Regions from separate parts of the Mus musculus genome. Here all the other regions are linked to region 3. The links are chromatin contacts, called in public HiCAR-type and promoter capture Hi-C maps. All regions are on one chromosome and are shown on one strand. Each heading gives the region's core, a stretch centred on a gene start, on an enhancer-like site or on the middle of the called end of the contact. The rest is flanking DNA. Distances are from core to core; before and after follow the strand shown. Region 1 holds the start of Yipf4 (Yip1 domain family, member 4). Region 2 overlaps Memo1 (mediator of cell motility 1). Region 3 holds the start of Ndc80 (NDC80 kinetochore complex component). Region 4 holds the start of Memo1 (mediator of cell motility 1). Region 5 holds the start of Slc30a6 (solute carrier family 30 (zinc transporter), member 6). Region 6 holds the start of Spast (spastin). Region 7 holds the start of Dpy30 (dpy-30, histone methyltransferase complex regulatory subunit).

Region 1 (3,705 bases), core at 634-3,133, 3.0 Mb before region 3:
CCCAGGGACCCTGATAACATATAAATCCACATTAAGGGAGATTATATCTAGATATGTGCCAGGTAATGTTAATTCTGCTGGCCTGCAAACATAAACCAGATACGACATTATCTATTTGTCTGACATAAACTATGGACATCTAGTTATTCCGGAGGCTGAGGAAAGAGAGCATGTTCAGGGCAATATTAGGTCACATGCTGAGTTCAAGGCCAGCCTGAGTAACTTAGTGTGACTGTCTCAGACTAAAATTTAAAATCGGGGCTGAGCTGTATGAGGTAGTATATGCCTTTAATCCCTGAAGTAGGGAGACAGAGGTTACCTTGTCTACATAAAGTTCTAAGCCAAACAGAGTTACATGGTGAGACCCTGTCTCATTTTTAAAAAATGAAAAAAAAAATACAAAAACCAAAGAAAGAGTTAAAAAAAAAAACTAAGAAAGAAACAAATCATATTTATAGAAATCAGATTTCTAGCCGGGCATGGTGGCGCACGCCTTTGATCCCAGCACTCGGGAGGCAGAGGCAGGTGGATCTCTGAGTTCGAGGCCAGCCTGGTCTACAAAGTGAGTTCCAGGACAGCCAGGGCTACACAGAGAAACCCTGTCTCGAAAAGACAAAAAAAAAAAAAAAGAAAGAAAGAAATCAGATTTCTGAGAAAACTCACGTTCATCTTTAAACTGAAATTTCTTTTCTACTTTGTTGAGACAGGGTTTCAGTATGTAACCCCGGCAGGCAGAGAACTTGATAACTGTGTAGTCTAAGCTGGCCTTTAATTCAGGTATCTCTCTGCCTCTGCTTTTCAAGTGCTGGGGTCGAAGGGGTTCATCACCAGGTATTTCCATGTCTATATCGAAATCAACTTGTTTTTTCATATTGGGCAGTCAAAAATCTGGTCCCTGGTAAGTAAATAAGATTAAATAAAAGCAAAATCCAAAACCAGGTTACAAGGAGTTGAACTAATGAGGGGTGGGGGAAATTTCCCACAGTAGAAACGTTTTTTGTTTTTTTTTTTTCTCCCTGTTTTTGTTGTTGTTTGTTTTGTTTTAAGCAAGCACAGTCGCTTGCTCCAAACAGTACAAGCCAAGTCTATAGACACTGTTGGGAACACTAAGTTGAATTCCTCAAGTTTCAAATGCTCCTGAATACAGTTTTTTGAACACTGGGACCAAACACTACAAACTGTGTGGACCCAGGGATCTGGGCAAGAAATCAAGTTCAATTAAAAATAAATAAATAAAAGCACGTCTCCTTTCAAGTAAGTTTTCCATAACCTGCCAAAAGTCACCTCAGTCGGGAAGGTTTTCCTATTAATAGCAGAGCCACACAGCCCCACTTTGTTCTCCCTTAGATCCCTCACTCTTTTGAGTAACTGCGGAGCGGAGTTCAGAAAGAACTCCTTCCACCAGATCGGCGGGTTCCCTGGTGAACCAGGACACCCGGGGACCCCAGCCCGCAGCGCCGGCGCCCCGCACCCTGCCTCGTCCCCAGAGGCCTCCGGGAAGGCCCAGGGAGCACAGGGGCGGAGTCCCCCAGCTCTGCCAACCCCCCGCCCCGGAGCCCCGGAGGTCAGCCTCGGCCTCACCTTCCGCGTCCGCCGAAGACACAAAGGTGAAGTCCCCGTTGGCAGGCGCATAGGCCGGGGGCGGGCCCGGAGGCTGCATCCCGCCGGCCTCGGTGCTGACGAGCGGCTGGGCCCGGGGCTCCGGGACGACCTGCTAAGGGGCGGCCTGCGAGCCAGGAGGCGCGGGCTCGGCCGAGGGAGGGGACGCGCGAGCTAAGCGCAGCCTCTGGCTGCCGACCAGGTCGCACCCGAGGCCAGCCGGTGGCGAGCACCCAAGCACCACGACGCCGGGGCCCTGACAGGACCATAACAGTGACAGCGCCGCCGGGATTGGCTGTTTGTAATCTGCTCGACTATTGGCTCCCGCGAGAAGATTCTGATTGGCTGTTTCTGTGTTGATTCCGGAAACCACTCCAACACCGGAAGTGGCCTCTGAAATCTCTGTTCCGCCCTCATCAGCTGTTTACTTAAATAATTCTGTCTACCTTTTTCCCTGTTTGAGTTTTTATAAACATATCTTCTTCGTTGTTGTTTAACACAATTTGAGAGCTTAGTCGTTTGATGGCTCACGCTTGTAATTCCCGGAACTCCTAGAGAGGCCGAGGCAGCATTGGCAAAAAAGTGAGGCCCTTTTTTTTTCAAAGGAAAAAAAAAAAAACAACACACACACACACACACAACACACACACAAACTACTTAAGTTTTAGGACTTCAACCCCTCATTTCCGACCACAAGATTCTGCCACAATAATTCTATATATTAATTATATAGGATGTTTACGAAATTATGTGTCGTGACAAAGCTTAGTCTCCTTATCAACAAAATTAAGAGGCCGGAGAATGGTCATTGTAAAGCTGTAAATTTCCACCTACGGTTTAAGTACTCTGGCCAAATTAATTTATGAAGAAGGCAGCAGTCCAGAAAGGATAAATTAGGGCAAAGAAGCCCTTGCTTTTTGCCTGCTGCTGATTTCATCTGTTCCCTAATAAACTACCCAAAGTTTGCAAATTCACCTACGTTTTTATTATTTCTTTAAGATTAATTTATTTATTTTATACAAGAGTACACCACCATTGCTCTCTTCAGACACACAGGAAGAGGGCATTGGATCCCGTGACAGATGGTTGTGAGCCACCATGTGATTGCTGGGAATTGAACTCAGGACCTCTGAAAGAGTATTCGGTGCTCTTAACCACTGAGCCATCTCTCCAGCCCGGTTTTTATTTTTAAAGGCTATGCGTGTGTGCTTGAGGGTATGTGTGTGTGCAGATGCCTGCAGAAGGCACAAGAGGGCTTCAGATCCTTCAGAACTGCGGTTCCTGCAGACACCCAATGCGGGTTCTGGGAACCCAAACTCAAGTCTCTACAAGAGAGCAAGAGCTCTTAACCTCTAAACCAACTTCCTAGTTACTCGTCTATGTTTATAATCTTAAATTTTGCTTTTCATTTTTCTAAACTTCTGTATATGTGTGTATGTTGGTAAACCGAGTGCCACCCACATTCCTTAGCCTGGTACTCCCCTAGCCCAGCTTTGTTAACAGCGACAGCAGCCATGTCATCACCAGCGGCCAAATTCAATTTATTTCCACTGTTACCACAGGTGGAGTAGTCTTCCTGTGTACATGTGCCATACCATTTATATAGGCCAAGCCTTCACAGCTTGCCACTGTGCATCAGAGGCAGCCTTTTGTATAACTACCCTCCAATACATCTCTCCAGTGAGGGGTTTTTTTTTTTTTTTTTTTTTTTTTAAGATTCAAGGTCATTATTTATTTGTTCCTCTTAAAGACTCATTTTTGACTGGACTCAGACTTAGAAGTAGAAGCTCTCAGAGAGGACAGCCTACGTCTCTTGGCAATCTGTTCCTGGCGCTTTTCTTTGGCTTCCTTCATTCTCTTGGCCAAAAGTTTAGCATATTCTGCAGCCTCCTCCTTGTTCTTCTTAGTGCGTTGCTTCTTCAGAGCAATACGTCGGCGTTTGTGTTGCAGGACGCGTGGAGTAACAAGACGCTGAATCTTGGGTGCTTTGGTCCTGGGCTTCTTACCTTCTTTGTTTAAGGGCTTCCTGACAACATACTGGCGGACATGATCTTCTTTGGAGAGATTAAAAAGCTTTCGGATTCTACTAGCTCTTTTAGGTCCCAG
Region 2 (3,677 bases), core at 864-3,363, 2.7 Mb before region 3:
GGGTGCATTTACTTAGAGTTAATGAGAATTGTGTGTGGAATTCTAGGAAAGGGTAGAGGTTTTCCCAAGAAAGGACTTACCCTCACTTCTCTCCTCCTGTGAGGTTTTCTAGATAGGCCATATGTTAGGCCTGGTCCCAGGCACCTTGGGTGGTTTTGGATTGCATTAGCCTCCTAGAGATCTTGGAGTTTGCCTCTCTTTTCCTGTGGCTTTGTAGTCTGCCCCACTCCACTTTTTTTTTTTTTTTCCTTTGCCATTGAATTGAATGCCAGACCTATATAAGTTAGTTGAAAAAAAAACTTTGCTTGTAGCCGGGCAGTGGTGGCGCACGCCTTTAATCCCAGCATTTGAGAGGCAGAGGCAGGTGTTTTTCTGAGTTCGAGGCCAGCCTGGTCTACAGAGTGAGTTCCAGGACAGCCAGGGCTACACAGAGAAACCCTGTCTCGAAAAACAAAACAAAACAAAAAAATTACTATGCTTGTATTTGATGTTTTGTGCATAGCCTACTTTTTACTTAATAGACTTTAAACAATTGGGCCTTTTCTGAATTTTTCTGTATGGCAGCTATTGAAGAAGAATTGAGAAAATTAAAAAGGATAACTTATTTTAAATTATGTGTCTGTGTGAGGGTGTGTGCATATGAACGCTGGTGCTTGTAGAGGCCAGAAGTGGGCATTGGATTCCCTGGTGGTTGTGAGCCATCTATCCTGTGTGCACAGAACTCAGCTCTAGTTGTCTGTAGCAAGCACTCTTAACCACTCTTACTGCCCCACTGGTATGTTTATAAAAAGAGAGAGAGAGAAAGAGAGAGAGAGAGAAAATATGAATATGTTCTATGGATGTGTGGTAGGTATGGGGGACCAGCCACATGATGGTATAGTGTAGAATAGAGTTTATTCAGGACATGGGGAGGGGAGTTAAGAGGGTAGTAGAGGCAGAGAAAGGCAGAGAGAGGGAGTAGAGAAATAAAGGTGTGTGTGTGTGTGTGTGTGTGTGTGTGTGCGCGCGCGCGGGGGGGGGGGTGGGGTGGGGGGAGGGTGTAGGGAAGGGATGGGGGAAGAGAAGAGCCCAAGAGGGCAAGAGAGGGAGGAGAGGGCAAACAGCCCCCTTTATAGTGGGTCAGGCCTACCTGGCTGTTGGCAGGTAACTGTGGGAAGGAGCTTAAACAGAATGCTAACACCGGTCCCCTACAGTTTTGATGTCTTGTTCATATTCTAGGCTGACCTTGAATTTGGGGCACTCTTCCTGTGTCAGCTTTTAAGTACCAGTGTTACAAGTTTTGAGCCATCATACCTGAGTACTTAGTTATTGTTGCTTAATTGTTGAATTTTCTGATGCTGGGGAATTGAAATCAGAATCTTGTGTATGCTGAGCAAGGATATTATATATATTACCAGTCTTCTTTTCATAAGGATGTTGTCACCAGTAGCTGGCTGAGGACTATTTTGTTCTACCCAGATAGAAGTTGTGTGTAGGAAAGGGGAAATTCTTCAAATGCTGGTCTCTAAGCAGCCTTTTTTTTTTTTTTTTTTTTTTTTTTTTGCATTGGTGTTTAGTAACTGCAAGCTTTGCCAGTAAGGTAGCAGAAGCCAGAGGTACCCTCTAGGGTTCTAGTCCTCCAGTTTCTGGGTATTGGAATCCTTAGCCCTATAAATGTTATAGGCCCTGTGTAGGCCTTAACTACTAAGTAGTCGTTGGTATAACCCCTCAGCATGGGCAATGAAGACTTACTACAATTCTGTGGGAACCTGCTAACCTGCAGTATCTGTTGATTACTTCTGCACACACACTTTTGATCCTTCATATGCATAATCCTCTTGTCACATATGCTCTCCTTCTGCTTTCTTCTTCCTTCCCGTCCATTTGAACTGTTTGTTCAGTTGCTTCTAAAGTTGTCAAGGAGCCGTGTGTCCGTAGTGTCCCCCTGCCCCCACTCTGGTGCATGCTGGGATATTTGGGAATAGTTTGGGTATGAATTCAGGCCTGGGGAAGTGGGGATGGGTTGTGAGCTGGGCCGTTTGGGAGCCACCCAGAAGTCAAGAGCACAGGCCAGGACTGCCACTCTGCAGGACTACAGCTGCTTCTTCAGCTGTTTAAGCCTCTTCATCTGTGGGGCTTTCATTGTCAGCACCACTGCCATTCTGCTGTTTCTGCTCGCTGCTGCTGCTACTGCCCCTGCCTCTCTCCTCTCCCACCTCCCTCTGGCGACCAGTTCAGCCACATTACTGAAAGTAGGCAAGAAAGACCATTTAGAGAAGCATTTTATTGCGCCTAATGCTGCAGTTTTAGGGGAAGCAGCACAGGAGAGTGTCTCCCAGCTGGCTCACTCAGTGAGCCTGACCAGCTTTATAGAGCCCCAGAAGCCGCCTTTGCACCCATCATCCCCTTTGTTTTGGGTCATTCACATCCACTTGTTTGAACATTATCTCTTTGTACTCATCATAGCCACTGAGTTGAACCAATCACCTCTCTGAGGGAAAAGTGCTTCCTTTTGGCCAAAGTGGAAATGATTTCAAGGTCATCTAGATTTCACTCAGGACTGTGAAAGGAAAAATTTGGTGCAAACTGTTTCACACAATTTTGGCTGGGGCTGTGCCTTCAGGAGCCAAGGCAGTCAGCTGCAGTCTGCTTAGTTGTCTCAAGGTATCCATGGAATGTTGAGGATGGCTGTAGCTGGCAAAAGAGTAGTCTGGCTGGCTGTTACTCTAATAGTCTTTTTTCCCAAGACAGAAAGGGTAATGAGGGAGAATACAGCACCTGCTAACCAAGGAGTCCAGTTGCCCATCCCCAGTGCCTTTCTTTATGGTATTAACAGTCTGAAGACAGGGCTGGGGCTGGGGGTGGGGAGTGCACCCTTTGATCTCAGCACTCAGGAGGCAGAGGCAGCTGGATGAGACTGTCCTGGTCTTCCAGAGCAAGTTCCAGGACAGCCAAGGGAACAAATATAAACCAAAAGCAAAAACAACACACAAACTCAAACAGTATAAAGATAAAGAACTTAAACTAATACTGGTCGTAATCTTTTTTTAGGTTTATTTTATGTGTATTGGTGTCTTCAAGAGCAAACAAGTTCTAACAACTGAGCCATCCTCCAGCCCCACTAGTAATGATTTAATAGTTTACTAAGTAGTATACAGGGAAGGGTAGGTTCTCCTCAGACCTTAATACAAAATAGTCTCTAATTATGCATGGACTTTACAATTTAAATGTATACTTTGTGTAGTTTGGTATAGTAGACCCATGTTCATGCTTGTACTCTGCTGATAGTAAACAGGATAGTTAGGAAGGCTGTAATTAATGTGTTTAAAAGTTGCTTTGATGTCCACAGATGGAAACTGCTACCAAACCAAATGCTGGTGGTTTTAATTACACTTTCCTTACCATGAAATCCTGCCGTGAGTGCTGTAGTGCTAACTATGGGATTGTTAGCTTGTACTGCATTTTTAGAGTGAATATGTAGATAAAAGTTGTACAAACTCTGACCATTAAAAATGCACTTTTTTCATCTCTAAACATAGATCCATTTGCCTACAAATGAATAGATGAGCAGACATCCTTGTTTGATCTTAGAGTAACAGAACTCAGGTCATAGCCGGTAAATATGGTGGTAGCCATGGATTTGCCACATGCGTGTTTGCCTTATTTAGGACAGTCACTTTCCTTAACAGAATTTGAAG
Region 3 (3,202 bases), core at 429-2,928:
ATGGTCCTTTTTTGGTCCTTGAGTCAAGGCACGAGTCCACATGGTCCAAGTATTCAAGTCACTAAATCCTTAAAAGGTGAGTGTCTTGTCAAGTCAAAGGATAGTAATTACCTACAAGAATTTACCCTTTTTTAAATGATATAAATCTATTTAGAGAGGGCCACAGGAATGAAAGGAAAGACAGCTGTTGTGCTTTCAAACTACAATTGCCACAGGAAGTCACTCCATTTCTCAGATCCCTGCCCTACCTAATCCTTATCAGTTGTAGGGCAGTAAGATTAAAAGAGTGCTCTAGCCAAACCAAGTGCAGCATGAATAGTAATCAGAAGTTCACAACTTAACTAGTTTGCTAGGTCAAAACTTCAAGATTTATAATCTGTTTGAGCCACACTCCAGTAACTAGGTTTTACAGAACATTTTTATCTTCACTTAAGATATGTTTTGCATTTCTGGATATAGCTTTATTATAATGTAGTGGAAACCTTAAGAGAAAACCGAATAAAAAATAAATTAAAGGCTCGTCTAATAGCATTTATAGTCAAATTTCTTATGCAACTGACTGCAGAATAGTGTTTGTTTCTTAAAGACAGAGAGTCACTAGGTTGCCCTGGTGTATGCCAGGTCCATCAAACTGGCCTCAAATTCAAGACTCTCTCGGGTGTGGACCCTGCCCCACATACAAACTAAAGTCATTGAATTCACTGAGCCTCAAAATTATCTCTTTAGTTTTTGGAGTTGTTTGTACGTGTGGGTTTTGTTTGGGGTGGTTTTGCTTGGGTTTGTTGGTTGTTTTGTTTTGATATAGTGTCTATGTTGCTCTAGCTGTCCCGGATCTCACTAGGTAAACCAGGATGGTCAGAGATTCCCCCACAACCTACCCCCACCCCACCCCCGCTTCCAGAGCGTGGAAATTAAAGGTGTGTACCACAACGCCCGACTAAAACGATCATTTTTATGTTCTAATGCCATTAGTTTCAAGAAGTAAATGAACTGCCGCTTACAGAGTCTGAAATATAATGCCTGCTAATATATCTGCTGACTACTATTTGGTGATGGAGATCTTCGTGATACCTGAGATTTTGGTTTCCCAGTAGAGACGTAAAGTGAGGAGTCACTGTGACCGCTAGGGAACCTCAAACTCAAAAAAGGACTGCTTAGCTCAAAACTAGCTAACGGCACAATAATGCCGAGAGCCAGGAATCTACACTTTAGCCCAGGGACAGGCCACCACCATCCGGGAACTAGTAACGCCTGCTTGTTGTTCCGAGGCTGGGCGGCGGGAATCCAGAGCACTTGAGGAAGCCTGATGTTAAATATCCCTCAGGCTCGTCCACCGCCACACTCGACAGCCTCTCCTAACGTCAGGAACCTCACGCCGCCTCATAGGCTTGGGTCCTGGCCTCCATCCTATCGGAGACAAACCCGCGCTTTCTACTTCCAGGACGCAGCCATATTGCTGTACGGAACTTGATTCCAGGAGGGCTCGGGCCGCTCCGCCCGGACAGCCCTACTCGTCCTAGATGCCAGCTTCCCGGACAGGGCGGGACTCCCTTCGGGTCACCGACGCTAACGACGACCTGGGAAGAGCCCAGAGCTCGCTTGGCCCCCGATGCGGACACTTCCGGCGACGAGGGCGGGCGCTGAGCGAGCGCGCATGCGTACTCGCCGTCGCAGTCCTGACGTCAGCGCGGGCGGAAACTTTAAAATTCAAACCGCCTTGGGTTGACGGAAGCGGACGCTCTGGTTTGGGCGGCTGTTTTCGTGTGCAGTCGTGCGGTTTACGGAAAGCTGGGCGCCGGGTCTCGTTGAGAAGCTGAGCGAAAGGTAACTGCTGAGATGGGATCAGCTCTGTGTTAAAATGGTCCGCGGCGCTGGAGCTGACTGTTGCGAGGGAGCTGGGGTGGGATCTGCCCGGCTCTGCAACGTTTGTAGCGGGAGAAGGCGATGCTAACAGGTGGGGACTGACAGGGGGAAAGCTGATTGGTGTGTTGTGTACCCGTGCTGATGCTGCAACTTAAAAGCCTGGTATGGACATGACTGGAAACCAGTGAAATCATGAGAGTAAAACTAGGTTGAACGCAAGCCACCAAAACAAGGAGGGGTGTGGCTCAGTGCTCAGCGCTCAGCCCAGCTTGCTAAAGGGTCTGACTCTCCACCCCTAGCTCAAGACAAAACAACAACAATAAAAATGCGATCTGTCTAACCCTCTGTGGAAGCTAGGGCCGAGTGCATAGTGTCTGATGCTGCAGAGATGAAGACAGACTCCAACGTAGACATTATTTTGATACTTGTTTTAAAAGCGGGAGCAGCCTGTGTTGTAAACCGGATTGTTTATCTTTGTTGAAAGGTGTTGCAGTAAATCTCCAACCCAAATAAGCCCAGGCAATGAAAACACAACTTAATTAATATGAATACATGCTGTGCGCCTACATTGGGCAGATCTATCACTACACTACCATCTTCCCCATATAAGAGACCCCTTAGAACTTCTCCAGGCCAGGTGCTTCTGCTCTACTTTCCTTCTCCTCAGTCGTCCCCTCTCCTTTTCTCCCAAAACTTTCAGCTCCATCTTCCCCTCTTTTTTCTGCCTCGTTTTTTTCTACTTGAAGTTGCGTAGGTGTTCTTTGTAAGAACTTCGGTTTACATGGACAAATAAATATAGCATACAAGGAAACGATTGTTGTACAGAAACAAACTTAGTTGCTTTCCTACTAGAGGATAAAGATAATAATTGTTGCTCGTTGAATTGCTTGAGTCTGGAACATTTTCCTAACGCTGAAATCCTGAATTAGGTTTCGAGAATGAAGCGCAGTTCAGTTTCCACCTGTGGTGCTGGCCGCCTCTCTATGCAGGAGTTAAGGACCCTGGACCTCAATAAGCCAGGCCTTTATACCCCTCAAACGTAAGTGCCTCCCCTGTGCTTCTCAGCTGCTTACTTTACTGTCTAGAGAAAAAAAAAAAGTGCCAGAAATGGTTAGTACAAAAGTGTAAGTGATGTCTTGGTGACTCCTGTCTCCTCCCAGTAGTACTGGATTAGGGGGAGGGGGGCAATGAAATATAAAAGTGGACACGATGCTAGGTTTTAGCTCGTTGTCTCTCCAATTCCCATAGTCAGATTCTTTACTGGGCGTGCTATAAAATAATTGTCAATGCTTGCTTTCCTCTTATTCCTTTGTTATTAGCCGTTTAAGTAGGCACCATG
Region 4 (3,163 bases), core at 70-2,569, 2.8 Mb before region 3:
TTTTGGAATCCAGCACTTCAAAGCCAAACAAACCACTTCCTTTGTGATTCTACCCAACTGGTAAAGGAATTCTTTTGCTGCGTGGAATACTTACGTGGAATACTGGGATTTTATAAGTGAAGGGTGACATTTGTAGTATTCCTTACCCCGTCTGGTTCCTCATACGCATTAACTCATAATCCTTGGTACCCCTCCCTCACGAACGTCACCCCCATTTAACACAGTAGGAAATAACTGAGACAATCTTTGCCACATTGCAGTTATACCTAAAATACAATTAGTAAATTTAACTGTGTCGAAGACATTAGGTCGTAAGGGGCGAGCCTGGGAAGCGAAGGTTACATTTTGACAGGGTCGGTCCTCCACCCCCCCATATTCTCCCATCCCAGTACGCCTCGCAGCGCGATGTCTCTGCCAGCGAAACTTCGCGGCGTGGCCCCAGACTTGCATTCCTGGGCGATACCCCGAGGGTGGGAACCCCACCAAGGACGCCGGGGAAGGGGGAACCCCGACGGGACTCGGCAGGCAGCGATCGCGTGTGTGTTGTGTGTGCTGAGCCAGCGGCGCACGGGGACAAGCCAGGCGGCTGGGGGGGGGGGGGGGGGAAGGGGCTCACCCCGCCTCGCGGCTGCGTCCTGCGCCCCGCGCCCTGCCCCCAGCCTCTGCTGGCGCTAAACCCCGGAGAGCGGAGCGTGCACGCTGAGCCTCCTCGGCGGGCCCGGCCGCGGCGCTGGGCATGCTCAGTGGGCCGGCCCCGGTAGAGCGGCGAGTAAGGACGCGTGGGCTCCCCAGGCTCTGCCTTTCCCGGGTTCAGGCCCCGGCCCCGGGCTGTGTGTGTGTGTGTTGGGGGGGAGGTGGCACCGATCGCCGCCGCCCTCCGGCTCGCGGCCTCCCGACCCGGGATGGCGCGGGGCCGGTCCCGCTTCCGCCGTTGAGCGCGCGGCACGGCGGGCGGAGGCGCGGGGCGGGGCGGGGCCGGCGGGCGCGCGGCGGGAGGGAGGCCTCGGTGGTGGGGGCGGGGCGGGGCGGGGCGGTGGGGAAGGGCGCGGAGTCACGGGGGTGGGGTCAGCGGGAGGCTCGGCAGGCCGCGCGCGGCGTGGCCGGGGGGCGGCTCGCGGAAGCAGCTCGGGCAGGGGTAGGGGCGGCGGCGGCGGCGGCGACTCCGCGGCCGCGCGGCTAGGGTAAAGCCGCCGTGGGCCCCATCTTCCGGCGGCCGGCGGAGTTTGTGGTGATTGTTGCCGCCCTCCGCCCTGGCTGCCATCTCCTCCTCTTCCTCCTCCTCCTCCTCCTCCTCCTGGGCCGGGCTGGTCCCCTCCCCGCGGCCGCCTCCTCCTGGGCTGGGCCCGCGGCGTCTCGTCCCCTCGCGGAGCCGCCGCCGCCGCCGCCTCCTCATTCATCCTCGTGCACCATAGGCGGCACAGGCACCAAGATGTCCAACCGAGTGGTCTGCCGGGAAGCCAGCCACGCCGGGAGCTGGTACACCGCCTCAGGTAAGGGCGCCAGGCCGCCGGGGTGGTCGAGCTGGGCAGCCGGGGCCCGGCGGGCGGGGACTCGGGCGGCGGGCGGAGGGCGCTGACCGCGTGCCGAGGGATCGGGGCCGGGCCGCGCCGCCTCCCCCACCCGGCGCTCGGGCAGGCGGCCTGGCGCCCGCGGAGTTGGGCGAGGAGTTGCCGGCCGGCCCCGGCCAGGGCGAGCGCGGGCTCCGCGGCTCCGCGGACGGCCTCTGCGGTGGGGAAGGACGAGTTGGCGCGGTCCTCGTTGCCAGAGGCTGGCCGAGGGGACCGCAGTTTTTGCTCCCACCCTTGGGGCACCCAGCGCCCCTGGAAGGAGTGACAGGCAGTACTTTTTCTACCCTATCTCTCGTGTTGCTACTCTTGGTCTCTCTCGCTTGGAAGATCTGTCAGACCTGGGCCTCTCGGGGGGATTTGTCGCTTTGTACGTGGAGATTCGGGCAGAGCTGCTGCCAGGCAGGGGCTCTGGGTGGCCTCCAAGGTCTTTTGTCAGTGTTTGCATTGTTACTGTCATTTAGGGGCAGCTGGAGATGGCATCAGCACTTTTCCTGAGCAACCTCTTTGGTATCCTGTGTTCAGCACCGAGCCGGGGCTGGACGACCTGCCTAGTTTAGCTTACGTTTTGAGAGAATTTTGTCTGCACTGTCTTCAAAAAACCATGTGTAGTTCTTTGGGTGAGAAAGGGTAGGGCCGTTTCCCTCCAGTACAACTCTCTTCACAAGGATTGTTTTCTGAGATTATTTTCAGGGGTCACATTTCTGCTTTGGTAACAAAGAAAAGTTCCTCCGTGATTCCTGTTGGTCTCTAGGCCATCTGTGCTTCTCAGCAACTGGCCCTAACCATATTTCCCTTTGCAAGTACTAGGGTTGGATAGTGACATGATTCTTTTGGGAAAACGGAAAATCTGGAAGGCAGTTTTTTTTTTTTCCCTGAGATTGTTCAACCAGCTGCAGAAGTACATGCATCTTGTTGGTCCACAGCGGATTTGCCCTGCTAAGACACAAAAGAATGACATGGTTGGGTTTGGAACTACTGCTAACAGGTGGCTGTAGTTTTTGCGTTAGATAAGTATGACATTTTATGGTCCTGAAGTACTTCATAGACTTTTAATCAGTTCTCACTACCTGAGAATGTCAGTTCTTGTGCCAGTATATGGGGAAACAGAAATTTAGTGCTGCACCCCAGACTAGGCCTGTGGTAAAATAGGAATTGTGTAAGTCAGGTCTCTGGCTCCTGAGTTTGCCCTTTATAATCAATGCACTATTAATACTGCTTTTTTGTTGTTGTTGTTGTTGTTGTTTTGGTTTTTCGAGACAGCGTTTCTCTGTGTAGCCCTGGCTGTCCTGGAACTCACTTTGTAGACCAGGCTGGCCTTGAACTCAGAAATCCGCCTGCCTCTGCCTCCCAAGTGCTGGGATTAAAGGCGTGTGGCACCACCTCCTGGCTTATTTTTAAGTAGAAGGTTTTTTCCGCAGTATGTTTTGGAGAATTAGAAAGTCACATTGTTCCCATTCACGGCTATCTTTTAGCATTTATTTATTGTGTTCCTGTGCATTTGTTACAAATGTTTTAAGCTTTTGTTGTTGCTTGCTTTGGAATGTGGGCAAATATTCTAGGGAAGTTTTAGATTGTTAAGCATATATATGGGTAGT
Region 5 (3,340 bases), core at 514-3,013, 2.9 Mb before region 3:
ACTGGCAGATGGAATAGCATATGCAAATTAGATACAAAGGTCCAATTCAAACAACACAGTTTGCAAGCTGTTCACTGTTGCTACAACGTGTATATTGTATATGTTTATTTCTTTAAAGTTGGAATAACTGAAGGTTGTCTGGTCACTGTTCATTTTACACACACACACACACACACACACACACACTTTTATTTTTGAGACAGGGTTTCTCTGTATAGCTCTGGCTGCCCTGGAATTCACTCTACAGACCAGGCTGGCCTCAAACTCAGGATCCACCTGCCTCTGCTTCCAGAATGCTGGGTTAAAGACGTGCACCACAACTGGTTTATCCTATCCATTTTCTGTACCCAAAGGATTACTGAAATTTTATGAAAATACTGTGTGTGATTTTCCCCCTATCAAGGGCTAGAACTATGATTCACAAATCAAGAGTATTCACTGCTCTTACAAAGGACACAAGTTCAGTTCCCTGTGCCCACACGGCACTCACAGTTGTCTGTAACTCCACTCCCAGGAGATTCAACACCCTCATTTTACTTCCCCGGGCACCAGACACGTACTTTGTGCACCAAGAAACAGGCAGACAAACATCCATACACAAAATTTAAAAAAAAAAAAAAATCTGGGAACCAGAGAGATGGCTCAGTACTTGAGAACACAGGCTGTTCTTCCAGAGGACCTAAGCTTGACTCCTAGCATCCACATCTGCTCACAGCTCCCTGTAACTCCAGCTCCAGGGATCTAATGTCTCTGGCTTTCTCCCACAGCTGCACCCACGTGCACATAACCACACAATTTAAAAGAATACGGTGAATTCTTTTACAGATCTTCATTAGACATTTTAATATATAATATTTTAATGTTTTGGTTTTTCGTTTTTTTCGAGACAGGGTTTCTCTGTATAGCCCTGGCTGTCCTGGAACTCACTTTGTAGACCAGGCTGGCCTCCAAAGAAGGAAACTTTATGGTGGCAACAGTAAGAACACAAATATGTCATTGTCGTATGTAAGTTACCAGTAAGGGCTCAATGAGTTTTTGTGATCGTTTCAAAGGGCGGTCAGCACTCTGACATCTGAAAACGCAACCACCCGTTCACCTTTACAGAATACTGAGATAATTATGTTTGACTTACGCGTTTTGTTGTTTGGTTTTAGATTATGGGGTTTTTTTGTTTTTTTTTTTCGGGTCAGAGTCTCTATTTAACTCAGGGTGAACTTCGAAGTGCAATCCTCCTGCCTCAGTTTCCTGAGTTGTAGGCCAAAGGCATGTGCCAAAACACTCAGCTTAATAATTAACTCAATAATTTTTAGGAAAAACCTGACATTCCAACAACCATAGCGTATACTAGAACCTTTCCCGAGCTGCTCCACTAACCCTTTCTGTAGCCGCTGCTCAGTGCCGAGCTATTCAAACACTGAAAAGCAAACGAGTGAACACGCCCTAGAAAGCCCCACGCAAGCCTCAAGTCGCTGATGGCGTTCACTTGTTCTCAGAGGAAGCTTTAATTTTAACATTAGGCAAATCTGGCATTTCCCAGCTGTAGAGGCACAGAGCAGGAACCCTTCAAGAACCCGAGCGCTGGGAACCCCAGCGCAGGCCCGACCACGCGGTTCCGAGCAGCTGCGGTACAGCAGGGCGCTCGAGCGAGGAAGCAGGAGGGAAACATCCCGCAAGAATCCCGCACACCCCACGGCCAACTCACCATGGTAAGGAGCCGTACAGCTCCCGCCGGAAGACGCTCTGAGAAGTCGCATTTCTCAAGCGGAAGGGGCGGGCCTTCAGAATCCGATTGGTTGCAGGGCGAGGGGGCGGGACTGCGCATGTACCCTAGGTCGCCGTCTTTTTGTTCTCCGCCGCCTGGGAAGTGGGCGGATTAGAGCTGCTCTGGGCGGGGCTGCTCGCCCAGGGAAAGGGTGGGCATTTATCACCTTGGGAGGAACTTTGAGGTCTGTTCAAAGTCTTCTACCAGAGTGTGAGTTTATTACAGTTTATACTCCTGTTTTAAAAATGAAGAAGCAGGAACATTAAGAAATGTCACAGTAAGGCCGGGCAAGTCTCGCTGATTTCGAGGTCAGGCTCCTCGAGGTAGACTCAGCCTATGTTAAAAATACATTTATCAAATTCCCAACTGTTTCATTAAAAATAATGTCGCAGAAAACGCTTGGCTTAAGAACACAAGGATTCGAGTTAAATCACAAGAACCTACGCCGTCACGATGGCCACACCTGTTTGATCTCAGCACTCAGGAAAGCAGAGGCAGGCATATCCTTAGTGACTCGATTTCAAAAACCCAGGTGAACGTCAACCTTAAGTATAAGGTTGTTCTCTGGCCTCCACGAGCACTTTACTGGTGCACGTCACCGGTCAGGGTGCAGCATCGCCTGCGTACTATTCTAACGCTGGAGGCTGAGGCAGGAAGACTACACTACACAGCAAAACTGTCTCAAAACCAAAACGAACGAGTGAGTGAGTGAGTGAGTGAGTGAGTGAGTGAGTGAATGAATGAATGAATGAATGAATGAAAAGAGGTGATGGCTTTTCCTGACTCCAGTCATCCAAGTGGCTACTGCAGTTTAAGAGGATCTGACACCACCACCAGGTGGTAGAGCCCTTAGGCATGACACACAAGGGTTCAATTGCCTAAACTGGGTGCAAACCTGTAACCCTATAGATTTGGTAGCTGAGGTAGAAATATTCAGTTCAAGCATACTTGGGGTTTAGAGTAGGTCACTGTCAGCCTCCCCAGTTAGTGAGAGCATCTCAAATTTAAGGAAAAAATAAGCACTTGTAGCTGGAGTCCACTGTTTTGTATATGGTGCCTGTCTTGGGAAGCTGTGGCAGGACACTGAATTCAAGTCACACTTCACTACGTAAAGTACCAAAAAGACAGAACAATAAGAGAGGGATTTCTTAGGGAGAATACTTTCGGGGGTGGGGGGTGGGGGAGAAGGAAGGGTGAGACAAGGACTAAAATTTATTATATACCAGGAAACTGTCCAAGAATAAAATATTTTTAAAAATCTGAAGCATGCCTTAAGTCTTATATGTTTCATAAGCTAGTGTGGAACTCAGAATAGCTGACTTTGAACTGAAAATACTTGGCTTTATCCCATAACAGAGTTTTAAATCTCTACAGTTTCTTTCTTGCACAGTCATTGTAGCCTATAAAGATTGTATTTGCAGATCTTATCTTCTAGGCACTGATCTTAGTGAAATTGTATCCTAGTAAGAGACACATGCAAGAAGAAAAAAAATTCAGTTATTTGTAAGTAGAATGTCAAAACTAAGGTAATGTGCTAGGTATGGTGGATCATGCCTTTAGTCCTAGTAGCTAGAGGCA
Region 6 (3,173 bases), core at 404-2,903, 2.8 Mb before region 3:
CTAGCACACAGTATCACTGAACTACATCCACAAACCCCTAAGGGATCTGGGCTCATCTCAGGGATGAAAGGAGGACTGCCTTCTCCATCCTCCCCAAGTGATCACTCTATGCTCCCAAAAAGTACTGAAGAGCTAAGCACAAAAAGCTTGCTCTCACAAGCACAAACTACTCTTCTCCTGTGTCTGCTACTGTGGGTGACAATAAGAGACATAAGGCTTTCTAAACCCCACTTAGCATTTCCCACACAAGTTTTCAATTAACGATTAGCATAGATTTGGGGTCACCTGTTTCCATCTTGTAAGTAGTAATTTCATCTGTAAAAGACCTGTACTGATAGTACTCTGACCTCAGAATTATTGTGAGGATCAAAGACACATGCAAAATGAATTGACAATGCCTGCCACACAGAAAGGCGAAGAAAAGATGTTGCTTGAAGGAAACCTGAAGTATGCAGTATTCCTGCCTTCACTGCGAGGCAGGAGCGTTTGTTTTATCTTCTATGGTAGAATGATATATGCCTGTTTACCCAACTCATTCATTTAATATTTTTAACATTAAAATTTAGAAACTCGAGAGTGCCTTGGAATAAAATAAAAATAACAAAATAGTAAAAACTAAAGCAACTAGCGGTTGAAATACAGCTCAATAAAAAAGAAATCTTCAAGACTCACTATATTGGTAAAAATAATTCATGAAACTTCAGAATATGGCAAATCCGGCTCTAAGTATAAGGAGCTACTACTCCTTTCAAATCCAAGTCAACCCCCCCCTTTTTTTTTTCCTCTCCAAACACTACAGAACCCTTCTCAATGAAGTTTATACACAGCTGTTTCGATACCAAAACCTTTTGGAAGCCCAGCTCAGAGAAAGCAACACTGTTTACAGTGTTAGAAAGAATCCCGTGTGGTCGGTCACTCTAGGCCAACTGTCACTGTCACCAGCACGCCTGGGTGTCTCACGGGGACTTGGGTCATGCACAAGTGTGGGGGTGCTGAAACAAAGTCGAGTCAGGGCGCCCTGAAAGGGGTGAGGATCAACTAACTAGGCGTCGCACAGCAGGATCTGGCCTGTGGGGACTCGGACTCCCGAGGCAGATCAACTCCGGGGGTGCAGGAAAGGGACGCAAGTGGCGTCCTCCCAGGGCCGCCCGCCCCGGCCAGCCCGCCGGCCTCCCTCCAGCCCCCCAGTAGTACCTTTCTCTTCCTCGTCGATGCGCAGGGCAATGGAGATGTACTCGAAGGCCTGCTTGTGGAAGACGCGGACGCTCTCGGCCTCGCCACCCGGTCCGGGCTCTGGGGGCGAGGGCGAGGCGGGCGCCGGCGCGGTCCCGGAGCTCCTCTTGGCGGCCATGAGGGCGCGGGAGAAGCGCTGGCAGAGCCACGCGAAGAGGAGCCCCAGGTGGCAGGCCAGCAGGCGCAGCAGGGCGAAGCCGACGACCAGCGGGGACGAGAAAGAAGACGGGTTCCGCTTAGGCGGCGAGCCGGCCGCAGGGGCCGGGCCGGCGGCAGGGGCGGGGACCGCGGCGGGGGGCGGAGGCCTGGCGGGCGCCGGGCTCGCGCCGCCCGAGCCTTTCTTCTTCCGTCGTCCGGCCGGAGAACTCATTCACAGCTCCCACTGCCGCCGCCGCCATAACCCGCTTCCCGCAGACCGACGGCGACCAAGCGGCGGCGGCGGCGGCCACTGCCACTGCGGCGGCGGGGGCCCACGGAGCCGCTCGCGCGCCAGCCGGAGCCCGGGAGCCTGGCACCTGCACGCGCCGCTCGCCGGCCCCGCCCCTCGCTCCTCAGCTGCCCAGGAGCACAACCCCGTCTCCTCCTCCTCCTCCTCCTCCTCCCGCCGCGGCCGGTGGCTCCTGCCCCTCCTTTCCTTCTGTCCCCTGGGCCGCTGGCACCTCGCTGCGGCGGCCGGGCACGCGCACGTCCTCGGTGAATGGCTCTGGTGCGCGCGCGTACGCCGCCGTCTTTGTTGACCTGGGAGCTTGTGCGCATGTGCGGCATCCTCCTACCCCCCACGCCCCTGCTATGCCCCTTTCTCTGGGAACCTCAGTTCTGTAGGCGCGGTTCGGCTTGCGATGGTCCCAGGGGTTCGTCGCTCCGCAGGTTCTTCGACTTTTGAAGAATCGGAATAGGGAGCTTTGATAATAAATTTTTAAATGGGGGTTAACAGCGTTTGAGTGGCTTTACTAGTGCTCAGGTCTGCTGTCTCGCAGTGCGGTTGTTTGCCTTTGTGTGAGATGCTGACCTCCAACTCCTCTTGTAGCTGAGGAAGGAGGCCTTCAACTCCTGATCTTTCTGCCTCCGTCTCCCCAAAACTAGGATTACAGGTGTGCATCATCACTCCTATTGCTTTATATATCTTTGTTTTCTGCTGGTTGAGCCAATAGGTCTTTTGCAAAGGATGGCTGATCTGAGTTTCGTATCAGAGGCAGTGTGTAGCAATTTGGGTATGTTAGCTGAGAGGGAAACAAGTTGCAGAGACAAAGTTCAAGACATCCTAAAGGGAAAACTTTATTACCACGAGGACCACGAACCCTACTTTCAACTAACCTATTACACGTTTGTGTTATCTCAGGATTAGTTATGTGAATGCAGTCATTCTTGGGTTTTGCCTAGTTACCATACTTGGTAGAATCCATACTATCTGTGTGTGCACGTGGATGTGTGTATATGTCTTCACCATTTCTTCCTTTGGTAGACTATCTATCTACTCAATATTTCCCATATTCTAATGATCAGCAGTTGTTCTACAGATCCTGGATCACATAGAGGAAAACAAACCGTGGGCCAGTCAGACTCCTGCGAACTGGCATCTGGAAATAGAAGTTAGTTGAAATCAAAAGCTCTAAGAGCCAGTCGATGCCATCTGTATTCCCAGAGTTTTTGGATTCCTAGACTATATTGCCTATCCAATAAACTATTCAGTCTTTCCTCTTTCTCCCTCCCTCGCCCATCCCCCTCCCCTCATCCCTGTCTTTAAAAACAAACAAACAAAACCACCCCCTCTCATTTCAGTTTGCCACAATTATTTCTTGTTGCCTAAATGAGTGACTACTAACACAAAGTCTCTATTGTTTCCAGTGTGAGGCATACAGATCCCCTGTGAGCGCATAGGAGAATCCCTGCATTCTGCTGAAACTATATTCCCTACCAATATAAATATCATAGATTGCTGC
Region 7 (3,695 bases), core at 660-3,159, 2.8 Mb before region 3:
CAGGCTTAGACTGCTTCAGTAGAGCATTGAGGGCCCCACGTTTTCCTGTGGGATGAAGGCTGTGGGCATTTAGAGGGGCTGGGGACTTGTGTGTGCACCTACACTACATGTTGTACCATTGGGAAGGTACAGCGCTGCTTTGTGGTTTGAAGTCAGGCAGTTTGCTTTTGATACCAGGCATACTGAATGGTCAGGCTGGGGCCCAACAATTCTTTATTGCCCAGCAGAGCTTAGTTTCTCAAAACCCAAAGCTATTACTTAACATCTATAACTTGTAGGTAGGAAGCAGATTGTACATTTTAAGGTTTATTTTTAGTTATGTATTCGTATATATACCACATTTCTGTGTAAGTGCAAGTGAGTTCAAGTGCTCACAGAGGCCAGAAGACGGTGTCAGATCTCGGGAGTTCTGGGTGGTTGTTGGACTTCTGGTGTGTGCCTGGGAACTGAACTCTGGAAGAGCAGTAAGTTTTTGTTTTTGTTTTTGTTTTTAAAGTGACTAAACCATCTCTTTTCTCACCACCACACCAAGCACAAAAGCTCTTTTCAAGTACATTAGGTGTGTGGGTTGTAGGAAAGTCTGGAAATCTTAGCTATAATCATTGTAGGGACAGCTGAAGGCTTCTTCTTCTTCTTCTTCTTCTTCTTCTTCTTCTTCTTCTTCTTCTTTTCTTCTTCTCCCCCTCCCCCTCTCCTTCTTTTTCTTGAGACAGGGTTTCTCTGTGTATCCCTGGCTGTCCTGGAACTCACTCTGTAGACCAGGCTGGCCTCTAACTCAGAAATCCACCTGCCTCTGCCTCCCAAATGCTGGGATTAAAGGCATGCAGCACCACTGCCCTGCCAACTGAAGGCTTTTTGGAAACATTTTGGTGTTAGCTAGGAGTCTGAACATTCCAAGAAACTCACTAGTAAGAAGTATTAGTAAAGAAGTTAGGTCCCTGACAGAGGTGGGTATTAAAGGCTATTTAGGGAGCTAACTAGGTTCAAGACAACTAACTAGTGTCTCTAGATTTGCAGCATTCCAACCTCTCCATACCCTTGAAATCCTAATCCATCAACAGTTACAATAATTACAGGAAAGCAGGCTCTCCTGGAACTCCCGTTCAGGAAGCTCTGGCTGGCGTTTGACCCTCTTTACCTCAGTCAGCCAAATGCTGGGATTTCAGACACCTGGCTTTAAAATGTAAAAACAAGCAAACACAACCCAGGTTGGAATCCATAATACTACAGTCTGGAAAGCCATTTCTTCTGTAGAAATTGAACCAAGATCCTTGGTTATCCCAGGAAAGCGCTCGACCATGAGCTGAACTCCTTATCCCTGGAAAGTAATTAAAAAAAAAAAAAAAAACTAATCTAGACATAAATGTAGAATAGTGTGAACGTGGTATCCTCATAGACTGCAGGGCTTGAATAAAAGCCGCCCAAGAATTCCCAAACACTCCTCCTTGTTTCCCTTTGGCCTTAAAAAAATTATATATGTGTGTATGTATACGTATATATGCGTGTTTTGCCTGAATGTGCGCGGAGCACACGCGTGCCTCGTGCCTGCGTAGATAAAAAGAGAGAGTCAGCTCCCCGGAACCGGAGTTAGGGATAGTTGTGAGCCACCATGTGGGCGGTGGAGACCAAACCTAAGTCGCCTGTAAGATTAGCCAAGTAATCAACCGCTGGATGCCCTCTAGCCCCTAGTAAAGCCTGAGCAAGAATCGCTCAGCAAGTGAGTGGCCTCGGTTCCTCGGGGACCGTCACTTCCAGGTGCCACGAAGGACTGTCTAAAGGAGAAAGATCTACGGCAGGGTGGAGCCGGCAGGTGGCCAGGCACCCCGCGCACCGCAGAGGCGTAGGCCCACTTAGGCGGGCTCGGGCACTTCTGCCCGCGGGGCCGCTCTGCGCAGGCGCGGCGGCAGCGCGACGTCCCTCACTTACGGCCGAAGCGGTTCGCGCTGTGAGTCGGTGGCGCCGTGCAGGGCACTTAGGAACCGACAGCCTTGGCGCGGGTAATCAGCTTCCCTGTCCTCCTCCTCCCACCGCTACATCCTTGGGACGACCTCCGAGCCTCGCGATGCGACGAGGACGGCCAGTCGGTGGCCCGACCCAGCCCGCGCGTCTGCTGCCCGCGGGGGTGAGGGGCGGGGTCCCGGGCTGGGCTGCACCGCACCGGGTCCTGGCGTCTTCCACTTGAAATCTCCCGGGTAACTAACTCGCGGCTCTTCTTGTTTTGCAAGACTGGTATCCGGTTGATTGCGGTTTGCAGGGTCCGCCATGGAGTCGGAGCAGATGCTGGAGGGACAGACACAGGTACCAGGAGGCCCTGGGTTCAGGGTGGCGGTGTGCGGGGAGGCAGCGCGGGACGGGCGGATGTCTCTCTCTGTGACTGTATTTTGTTTTCTAGGTTGCAGAAAACCCTCACTCTGAGTACGGGCTCACAGACAGCGTTGAGGTAACTCGCTCAGTTTCTCTGCCGCATGCATCTATGGGTCTCTTGAGAGCTGGAGAAAACTTAGGATCGGTTTACTAGGCTACTCTGCACGAGGGAACTCTTTGCTGCCGCGATCTCTCCGTAGTATCAGATTATAAGTGGCTTCTTTTTACTAGCATGCTAATACTTGGCTAAAAATAAAGGTACTTTGTAAATGAAAGATTAGATGATCCCGGAACCAGAGCTGGGAAGGTTTGGTTAGGAAAATGGAGGCTTCCCGGAGAAAATTTGTGTGTGAATGGGAGACTCGAGGGATTAAGTTCTGGTTTAAAAAAAAAAAAAAAAAAAAAAGGGCAGGACCACGTTTCCAAGAAGTTGTACAAACAGGTGTTAGAATTTATTCAACACTTTGCTGTTTGTGAGATATATACCAGGCTAATTTGAATGTATCTTCAGCTCCAGAATGCTTAAAGTTGAGTAACTTGTTCAAGGTCAGCGGAAAGTAAGCTTAGACATGTTTTCTTTTTTATTTTATTATTATTATTATTATTATTACTTGTGGGTGTGTGCGCGCATGCACACGCTCGCTCATGCATGTGCACTAGTGTGTGGAGATCAGAGGGCACCCTTACAGAGTAGGTTTTTTGCTTCCACCCTTAGGTGGGTTCTGGAGATGGAACTCAGGTTAGATGTGGGGGTAGCAAGCTCCTTACACACTGAGCAGTCCTGCCTGACCTAGAACTGACTCTTACAAAAGGATTGCATTGTATTTATATTTGTGTGATCTCTCTCTGTCTCTCTTTGCTTCTCTCTGTCTCTTTTTCTGTCTCTCTCTCCCTCCCTCCCTCCTCTCTGTGTTTGTGTGTTTATATGTATGTATATATATTTTTTTATTTTTTCTATTTTTTTCCCCCTGAGATAGGGTGTCATTAGCTCTGGCTGTCCTGGAACTCACTATGTAGATCATGCTGGCCTTGAATTTACCGAGATTCACCAGCCTCCACCTCTTGGTGTTGGGAGTAAAGGTGTGTGCACCGAACCCGGTTTATATATTTCTTTTTACTGCTTTATGGGTGTTCTGCCTGGGTATATATGTACATCAGAAGGCCGGAACTTGAGCTACAGACAGTTGTGAGCTACCATGTATGCTGGGGATTGAATGAGGATCTCTCTCTCTCTCTCTCTCTCTCTCTCTCTCTCTTTCTCTTTCTCTCTCTCTCTCTCTGAGACAGGGTTTTTCTATGTAGCCCTGGATGTCCTAGAACTTACTCTGTAG

What was found. Promoter capture Hi-C pulls out the DNA fragments that hold promoters and counts their contacts. HiCAR-type assays count read pairs that join an accessible place to other places. Capture Hi-C pulls out chosen DNA fragments and counts their contacts.
Region 1: a contact with region 3 is called in a promoter capture Hi-C map of liver, with 6 times the contacts expected there. The contact joins the promoter of Yipf4 here to the promoter of Ndc80 in region 3. A contact is called at or near these places in 3 of 39 promoter capture datasets (cranial neural crest, hippocampal neurons and pre-B cells), 2 of 115 datasets of contacts at active chromatin or transcription factors (astrocytes and large pre-B cells) and 2 of 9 other capture datasets (adipose tissue and liver).
Region 2: a contact with region 3 is called in a HiCAR-type map of astrocytes, with 7 times the contacts expected there. The contact joins the enhancer-like site here to the promoter of Ndc80 in region 3. A contact is called at or near these places in 3 of 39 promoter capture datasets (hippocampal neurons, liver and pre-B cells) and 1 of 115 datasets of contacts at active chromatin or transcription factors (astrocytes).
Region 4: a promoter capture Hi-C map of embryonic stem cells shows a contact between it and region 3, with 5 times the contacts expected there. The contact joins the promoter of Memo1 here to the promoter of Ndc80 in region 3. A contact is called at or near these places in 2 of 39 promoter capture datasets (cranial neural crest and embryonic stem cells), 1 of 115 datasets of contacts at active chromatin or transcription factors (embryonic stem cells) and 1 of 9 other capture datasets (liver).
Region 5: a contact with region 3 is called in a HiCAR-type map of astrocytes, with 14 times the contacts expected there. The contact joins the promoter of Slc30a6 here to the promoter of Ndc80 in region 3. A contact is called at or near these places in 3 of 39 promoter capture datasets (embryonic stem cells, liver and pre-B cells), 1 of 115 datasets of contacts at active chromatin or transcription factors (astrocytes) and 2 of 9 other capture datasets (adipose tissue and liver).
Region 6: a contact with region 3 is called in a HiCAR-type map of astrocytes, with 7 times the contacts expected there. The contact joins the promoter of Spast here to the promoter of Ndc80 in region 3. A contact is called at or near these places in 2 of 39 promoter capture datasets (embryonic stem cells and pre-B cells), 2 of 115 datasets of contacts at active chromatin or transcription factors (astrocytes and embryonic forebrain) and 1 of 9 other capture datasets (macrophages).
Region 7: a contact with region 3 is called in a HiCAR-type map of astrocytes, with 5 times the contacts expected there. The contact joins the promoter of Dpy30 here to the promoter of Ndc80 in region 3. A contact is called at or near these places in 1 of 39 promoter capture datasets (liver) and 3 of 115 datasets of contacts at active chromatin or transcription factors (astrocytes, double positive thymocytes and large pre-B cells).

What each region holds. Positions count from the first base shown.
Region 1 is chr17:74,487,671-74,491,375 of GRCm38.p6, reverse strand. It overlaps Yipf4 (Yip1 domain family, member 4), which reads right to left and starts at 1,883. Exons shown (of 6, transcript NM_026417.4): 1 at 1,582-1,883. The coding sequence starts at 1,660. It also overlaps the pseudogene Gm6476.
Region 2 is chr17:74,263,692-74,267,368 of GRCm38.p6, reverse strand. All of the region lies in intron 1 of Memo1 (mediator of cell motility 1), which reads left to right. Among named protein-coding and RNA genes, the nearest start is that of Gm52299, 10 kb to the left of the region's middle. Within about 2 kb of position 2,113, at least 120 of the 459 cell types and tissues checked have an H3K27ac peak or open chromatin away from gene starts, as enhancers often do. A contact at or near this core is called in astrocytes and liver, where this site is marked.
Region 3 is chr17:71,525,333-71,528,534 of GRCm38.p6, reverse strand. Ndc80 (NDC80 kinetochore complex component) reads left to right here and starts at 1,678. Exons shown (of 17, transcript NM_023294.2): 1 at 1,678-1,824; 2 at 2,793-2,902. The coding sequence starts at 2,802. It also overlaps a transcript of Spdya not described here.
Region 4 is chr17:74,293,019-74,296,181 of GRCm38.p6, reverse strand. Memo1 (mediator of cell motility 1) reads left to right here and starts at 1,319. Exons shown (of 9, transcript NM_133771.2): 1 at 1,319-1,490. The coding sequence starts at 1,430.
Region 5 is chr17:74,394,031-74,397,370 of GRCm38.p6, reverse strand. It overlaps Slc30a6 (solute carrier family 30 (zinc transporter), member 6), which reads right to left and starts at 1,763. Exons shown (of 14, transcript NM_144798.6): 1 at 1,703-1,763. The coding sequence starts at 1,705.
Region 6 is chr17:74,337,467-74,340,639 of GRCm38.p6, reverse strand. Spast (spastin) reads right to left here and starts at 1,653. Exons shown (of 17, transcript NM_001162870.1): 1 at 1,195-1,653. The coding sequence starts at 1,603.
Region 7 is chr17:74,314,647-74,318,341 of GRCm38.p6, reverse strand. Dpy30 (dpy-30, histone methyltransferase complex regulatory subunit) reads left to right here and starts at 1,909. Exons shown (of 5, transcript NM_001146223.1): 1 at 1,909-1,997; 2 at 2,226-2,298; 3 at 2,393-2,440. The coding sequence starts at 2,263.